Regions from separate parts of the Mus musculus genome. Here region 1 is linked to region 2. Evidence: chromatin contacts called from public promoter capture Hi-C data. All regions are on one chromosome and are shown on one strand. The core of a region is the stretch at or near the end of the contact, and the rest is flanking DNA. Distances in the headings are between cores, read along the strand shown. Region 1 overlaps Atp1a2 (ATPase, Na+/K+ transporting, alpha 2 polypeptide). Region 2 overlaps Dcaf8 (DDB1 and CUL4 associated factor 8).

What was found. Capture Hi-C pulls out chosen DNA fragments and counts their contacts.
Region 1: a promoter capture Hi-C map of adipose tissue shows a contact between it and region 2. The contact joins two enhancer-like sites. A contact is called at or near these places in 3 of 39 promoter capture datasets (the C10 cell line, cranial neural crest and embryonic stem cells), 1 of 484 Hi-C or Micro-C datasets (bone marrow-derived macrophages), 2 of 115 datasets of contacts at active chromatin or transcription factors (cardiomyocytes and pancreatic cancer cells) and 4 of 9 other capture datasets (adipose tissue, embryonic stem cells, liver and 1 more).

The regions. Positions count from the first base shown.
Region 1 is chr1:172,275,150-172,278,674 of GRCm38.p6, reverse strand. Atp1a2 (ATPase, Na+/K+ transporting, alpha 2 polypeptide) reads left to right here. Exons shown (of 23, transcript NM_178405.3): 19 at 1-140; 20 at 288-418; 21 at 2,453-2,554; 22 at 2,666-2,757. The region is part of intron 1 of LOC115487369 (a long non-coding RNA gene); the gene reads right to left. Among named protein-coding and RNA genes, the nearest start is that of Gm39704, 12 kb to the left of the region's middle. Within about 2 kb of position 1,329, at least 89 of the 459 cell types and tissues checked have an H3K27ac peak or open chromatin away from gene starts, as enhancers often do. A contact at or near this core is called in adipose tissue, where this site is marked.
Region 2 is chr1:172,179,611-172,183,204 of GRCm38.p6, reverse strand. It overlaps Dcaf8 (DDB1 and CUL4 associated factor 8), which reads right to left. Exons shown (of 14, transcript NM_001357204.1): 7 at 3,188-3,298. Among named protein-coding and RNA genes, the nearest start is that of Pea15a, 25 kb to the left of the region's middle. Within about 2 kb of position 2,159, at least 7 of the 459 cell types and tissues checked have an H3K27ac peak or open chromatin away from gene starts, as enhancers often do. A contact at or near this core is called in adipose tissue, where this site is marked.

The DNA of each region.
Region 1 (3,525 bases), core at 80-2,579, 96 kb before region 2:
TCCAGGCTCTGGGTGGCTTCTTTACCTACTTTGTGATACTGGCAGAGAATGGGTTTCTACCATCGCGGCTGCTAGGGATCCGCCTGGACTGGGATGATCGGACTACCAACGACCTGGAGGACAGCTATGGACAAGAGTGGGTGAGTGGGGCTGTGGACGTGTGCCGCAGACGAGAAGGGGCGGGACTGAGGCTGAGGTCCTGGTTGGAATTGGCTAGGAGCAGCCAAGAGGCTGATGATGGGCTAAGTGCCAGGTTTAACAAGTGTCCCTTCCTCTCTTCTGCCCAGACCTACGAGCAGCGGAAGGTGGTGGAGTTCACATGCCACACGGCCTTCTTCGCTAGCATCGTGGTTGTGCAGTGGGCTGACCTCATCATCTGCAAGACCCGTCGCAACTCAGTGTTCCAGCAGGGCATGAAGTGAGCACCTATCACTACCGGTCCCTACCAGGCAGAGGCCTCTGTACATAGTCACCAACCCACATAGGCCAGGATTCCAACACCAGCTCACCTAAGCTCCCGGGGCTCAGGTTTGCTAAGGAACTGTCTGGTTGTAATAACATACTTAACCTTGGCGGTGTTAGAAACAGATCAAAAGTGAGGACGGAATGGCAAGACTCTTTCTCCTGAGTTGTAACATTGCTCGGAAAGTTACTTTGTTATCGTTTCCTCCCTTCATGTTCATCTTCCTTGTTTTCTTCCTCCTCCTTCCTTCCTCTTCCATTCCCTAGTTAAATGGCATCCATTCCCCAGTTCTAAATCCTGGGTCAGGTCTCCTGTACTCCATACCAACACTTGGCAGGTAGCCGGGTTTATAGCATTGATCTCGTGTGCTGCATCTGCCTAGGGGCACATTCAGGCCTTCCTACAGTGTGGCACCATATGCCTCCTAGGGAATCAAGTGTCTCACTCTAATCTTAAAACGGCTCCTCCAGGTGGGTATCATTGGACACTGTGTGGGCAAGAAGTTCCATGAGGTTGAATGGTTAGGCTGCGCAGCTGCTCATGGTTGTCTGGGTTGGTCTCTTCACCCCACATTGTAGTATCTCACCTGTCATGCGTACATCTGTCACCTCATCCACACGTGATTTTAACACAGATAGGGACTGAGTACTGAAAGAGCCAGGCTCTTTTTTCCCCTACCATAAACAAAGGTCACTATCTCAGGGAATCTAAGAAATTAGGCACAGACCTGTACAAGACACTTATAAGGAAGTATGTGGGTGACACAGGAAGTAGAGACAGAGCCAAACTGATTCAGTCAGTCCACAGAGAGGCAAATAAGAATGATACAACATGAGCAGGAAGCTAAGCTAAACCCAGGAAGAAGCATTGATACCCAGAAACCACCTCGCCAGAGGCGGCCTCAGAGTGCCCAGGCCTCTAGACCGTTAGCAGTCCTCAGAGATACTGTCAGCAACATTTCAAAAGGAGATGTGAAACCAGGCTCTTACTTGCAAGAATCTGCCAGGTTTTCTAGTGGGTCATCCTTAGATAATCCTTAGTGACGGCATATTAATCCATATTAATTCTTGGAACCCATGAATATTTATAATAAATTTTAATACATTCACCACTAACAAGTATAAATTGGGAGACAAAAATCAATTAAAATATGGGCTGTGTGGAAAAGGAACAATGAGACATCCCTGTGTCCCCTCCAGCCTTCACCTCATGCGGTTTGTAACTGAAGGAAAGTTGTCTTCTTTTCTCCTTATTATACATAGAGAGCAAGCACACAGCTCCAAGAAATTAAGCTCTCATCAGTCACCCAAAGTCAGGCAATGGAGAAGCCAGCCACACTTGACAGATCTGACTCTAGGAACTGCCCTCAGCACTTTGCTCGGTACTACTTTTAAATTCTGATGCAGACAACATAGGTTAACCATTTCCTGTGTGCTATCACAGGAGCAAGCCTTGGCTGGGATCAGTATCTCACAAGCATCCTCTTCATTCAGGGTCTGTGATAAGCAACCACCCAGGTCGAAGGAGATGCCGAGAAAGAGGGCTCGGTCCAGAGGAGCTTTTAAAGACATCTTGTTGGGAAGACAGCATCTTCCCAGCCCGCGGACCTAGCGCACAATAACAATATCATATGTTGCCTGTGGACAGGCCCCTGTTGACTACAACATCTCTGGCACAGAGTTACATAAGAAATAACTTAATGAGCACACACACACACACACACACACACACACACACACACACACGCACGCGCGCTTGCACGCGAGCAAGTGAGCGACAGTAATCAGAGGTGAACAGAACAAGCAGAAGAAAACATTTGTTTCCTTTGGTTATGTAAAACATGAGAGGGGGTTTGAAAGGGACTTGGATGAAGGACTTCCTCACATTCCTTCCGGCTCCTTTCCCTTCTATCCCCAGGGGTGTCCCTGGAGTTCCACCTCCCGCTATCCTCCCACAAATCTACCTGCCTTCTTTCTTTTGTCTTTCTAGGAACAAGATCCTGATTTTTGGGCTGCTAGAAGAGACGGCTTTGGCTGCCTTTCTGTCTTACTGCCCGGGCATGGGGGTTGCCCTCCGGATGTACCCACTCAAGTGAGCGTCTCTCTAGGGCTGATGGAGAGGGAGCAAGATGGACTTTAATTCTACCTTTGTGACACTGTTGCAGCCTCTGAAGCTCCTGACACTTCCCTCTGTTGCTTCCAGGGTCACGTGGTGGTTCTGTGCCTTCCCCTACAGTCTCCTCATCTTCATCTATGATGAAGTTCGGAAGCTCATCCTACGGCGGTACCCTGGGGGTAAGCATGTCCACTCTGCAGAGAGGTCTGTCTGACCTAAGGTCCCAGGAGCCCTGAGCATCCCGGCCCTTTTCCTCTATATCCTGTATCCCATCTACCTTAGGGTTCTCTAAGGCCTCCACTTTCCCTAGAGCAGTGTTTCTTAACATTCTTGGTGCTGTGGCCCTTTAATACAGTTCCCCATGTTTTGGTGACCCCCTCCCCCACTCCAACCATAAAGTTATTTCGTTGCTACTTCATAACTGTAACTTCGTTACTGTTATGAATTGTAATATAAATATCTGATATGCAGGATATCTGGCACGCGACCCCTTTGAGACAGTAGACCTTGGGAGGCCTTTGGGCCTGACCTAGTTCTTGTCTTGACTTCAAGCGGTGGAGTTTTGCTTTGACCTGTGAAAGGGTCATTTGACTCCCCAAAGAGGTCACTTCCCACAGGTTAAGAACTACTGCTCTAGAAGTCCAGGTTCGAACGGTCAGGTTAGAAGGGCCCTTCAAGGTCATCCAATCCTCTACACGCTTGCTGATAAAAACGATGCACAGAGGTGATGTATCTGTTTAGGATCATAAGGAAACCCAAACACAGAGCTCCCGATTCCCAGGCATCAACCAAGGCCTGGTTTATGTTCCCTAGACACATCTTTGATCATTTGCTGGGTTGAAATGGATGGCCTACCACACGCGGGCTACAGACAGTGTTTGGTGTACAGTAGCCCAATATTTTGTGTGTGTGTGTGTGTGTGTGTGTGTGTGTGTGTGTGTGTGTGT
Region 2 (3,594 bases), core at 910-3,409:
GTACTCAGTGCTCAAGGCCCACGGGCGGGGCGGGGCGGTCTGTGCTGGATGGACTACTTCTTGTTCCTTAGTATCTAATACTCTTTGTTCTTTGTTTTATAAAGGATACTTATAGCTTTCTTTCTTTTTTTCCTCCAATCATAAAATAGGATGCCAGACTATGAGTTGGCACACTGTTCACCAGGACAGAGAAGCCTGGCGGGCCATCAGGCATCCGAGCTGAACATGATGCTGGTGAATGAATATGTGACTGATTATGACTATTATGGCTATGTTCCAGTAAAACTGTATTTTTGAAACAGGATCTTTGATTCTGCATATGTATAACCTGGATGTGGGATGAGCAAACCGATGCAGGTATCCACAGCAGTGAGGGCACTAGATCCCAGAGCTGGAATTACAGATACCCGTGAGCTACCCAACATGGGTGTGATGCTCTAAAAAGGTGGCATTTCAGGCAGTGGTGGCGCACACCTTTAATCCCAGCACTTGGGAGGCAGAGGCAGGTGGATTTCTGAGTTCGAGACCTACCTGGTCTACAGAGTGAGTTCCAGGACAGCCAGGGCTACAGAGAAACCCTGTCTCAACAAACAAACAAACAAACACCCCCCCCAAAGGGGGGAGTGGCATTTCATTCTAACCACTAGGTTGTATTGTAAAACTTTGGGGTTTTTTTTGGTATTTATTTATTTATTTAGGGGTTCAACTACAGTGGACAACTGCTCTAACCTGTGCTCCCCCAAACTCTTAAGTCAATCTATATAGTTTCATCGTTGAAGCTCACACTCGAATTGCCTCCATTTGTTAATTTCTTTTTTTTCCATTTGCAAGTTTCTTTTCTTTTTGTCTGCTTTGGCTTCAGATAAAAAAGTCTGTCTCCTTAAACCTGCCTTCAAATGCTTTTTCACAATCCTAAAATAAAATACAGCAATAGTTATGTGAAGTCTTGAGGTTAAACAAGCTATTTCTCTGTATTCCTTGCTTCTTTCTTGAAAGAAAACTGTAGAAATTCTTTTAGGCCAGTATCAAAAGCAATGGTTTATTATACCAAATGAGATATTTGGTATAAATGTTTTCAAATTTGTACCAGAAAATAAGATATTCCAACACCATTCAGTAAGCTAAAGTGTCAGAGAAGCTGAAATGAATATAACATCAGAGACGATCTGGTACCAAAAGGATTCTGCTCTGCAGAATCAGTGTGGTGCAAAATGCATATGCACTCCTGCCAAGGAGACAGTCTGCTAAGATACTAGGGGCACACAAATGGACAGGGACGAAAAACATTAACCTTAATAAAAGAAAAGATCTGAGTATTTTACTCCTTTGTGCATTGAAATGCTAAAAACTATTCTCAGCCTTCCTTTTAGCCTTGAGAAATTAGAAGCTGTGGAATAGGGCACTGGAACTTTATTAAGATCTTCGAGTAAGTCAATACAGCCAACTTATCCATTCCTCTTTAGATAGCCTGATCCCCGTGGTTATATTCTTCATGATAGAGACTTTTAAAGCAATCTATTTCTTCAAGGAAAAAAAATTCCAACTAGACGATCAGTGAATGTATGGAGCGTAACCCAGAAAGTTCTGACAACAGCCTTTTTGATCAATGGCATCGTATAAAAAAGAGTAAGGGGCTAAAGAATTGTGCTGGTGCTAAGAGCTCCTAGGACTCACATGGTAGCTCCCAAGCACCCACCGCTCCCTTTCCAGGAGATTCACCGCTCTCTTCTAGCCTCTGTGAGTGCCAGGCACACACCTCATGTACACATATACATGCTGGCAAAAGACTCATACAATATAAACACATAAAATATTGCTATATAAAGACTACTAAATAAAAGAAACAAATTGTGCAGAACTCTTGAACAAGGTAAACCATATGTTTTCTGAAAACTTATCTCATGATTCTAATGCAAGTAATTTCACAATAGTTAAAAAAAAAAAAAAAACACAAGTGTTTTCATTACACAGGAAGAACTTCCACTACCAGCACAACAGAAAAAGCAAACATTTTTCTAATCATGCCATTCCTCCTTTTTCAAACTGACAATCCCAAAGAAATGTAGTTGCAATACAGCAGCTGGCGAGCTAGGGAATGCAGAATGCAGGTCAGAAGGAAAACAACTGGTGCAGTGGGGGCTGAAAGGATGTCGTCTCTTTTCCCTGAGGATGTCTCAATAGCCAGGGTTAAAAACAGATGTTCACAGTAACAAAGATATTACTACAGACAGAGCAGTGGTTCCAAACAACAGAAACAAATTTCCTCAGTTATAGAGCGTTCCCAAGGCAAAGTCCTTCTAAATCCAACACTGTTCGAACTTGCTAGTAAGGAGCTGTCAAGATGATTAACTGGGTAAACACATTTGCTGCTAATGAGTTTGATTCCTGTAACAAGTGTTAAGGTCAGAGCTGACTCCAGAGTTGTCTCCTGACTTCCACATGCACATGCTAACATACCCTCATCTACTGTATCAGACCCACAGATTAATACAAAATTTAATTTAAAAATTATCTGAAAAGATTGCTAGTACAAATGTTAATTTATATAGGAAAATAGTGGAAGGCACATATGGGTTTATGTCTTAGCCACTATTTGGGACAATTTTATCATTCTTTGAAATGTGATAATTACTTTAAAACATGATAATCCCAGGACTCGATGATAATAACCAGGCAGTGGTGGTGCATGTTTTTAATCCCAGCACTTGCAAGACAGTGGCAGGCAGATTTCTGAGTTCGAGGCCAGCCTGGTCTACAGAGTGAGTTCCAGGACAGCCAGGACTACACAGAGAAACCCTGTCTTGAAAAAAACCAAAAACCAAAAAACAAAAAACAAAAAAAAGAAAGATAACAGACAATAGCCTCAATGCTCTTTTCTGGCTTCCTCAAACACCACTCATGAACATGGCACCCAGTTACACATACGCAAACAAAACATTCATGCACATAAATTAATAAGATTAATTTTTGAAAATGATAATCTGTATACCATAAAACTCCTCAAATCGTTGTAATAGGGAACAGACTGTCTCAGAAGGTGCTTAAGCATTCCCAAAAGGGTAAAAAGTTCAACATGGTAGTTAACGAATTCCTACAGTTTTCTAACTTAGCACTGGGGAGCATCGGGCAATATACAATGTATCCTAAGTCTCAACCTCTCAAACATACAAAAGACTGTTGAACTCACCTTACATACTGATCTCTTCCACCCACTGCAAACTGGTGGGTATTGGCAGGGTTCACATAGATTGTATACAGCCCCACTTTCTTCTCCTTCTCTTTTGTCACCACTAGTTTCCTTTCAAAAGTAGAAAAAGCATATAGTTATTATATCCTCCAAAAGACCCAGATGGAGCTCAGCATGGCAGCTCAGATGTGGAATCACAACACTTAAGAGATTCACTACCTGAAATCAGGGCCAGCATGGGCTATAGTGACTTCAAGGCCAGCCTGAGCTACAGAGAAATGTCTCAAAAACAAAAACAAAACAAACACCACTACCACCAAAAAAAACAAAACAAAACAAAACAAAAAAAAACCTTCAAAGATCCAAGATGGTCATGAAAAGTGGAAAACAAAAAAATCAACAGAGAC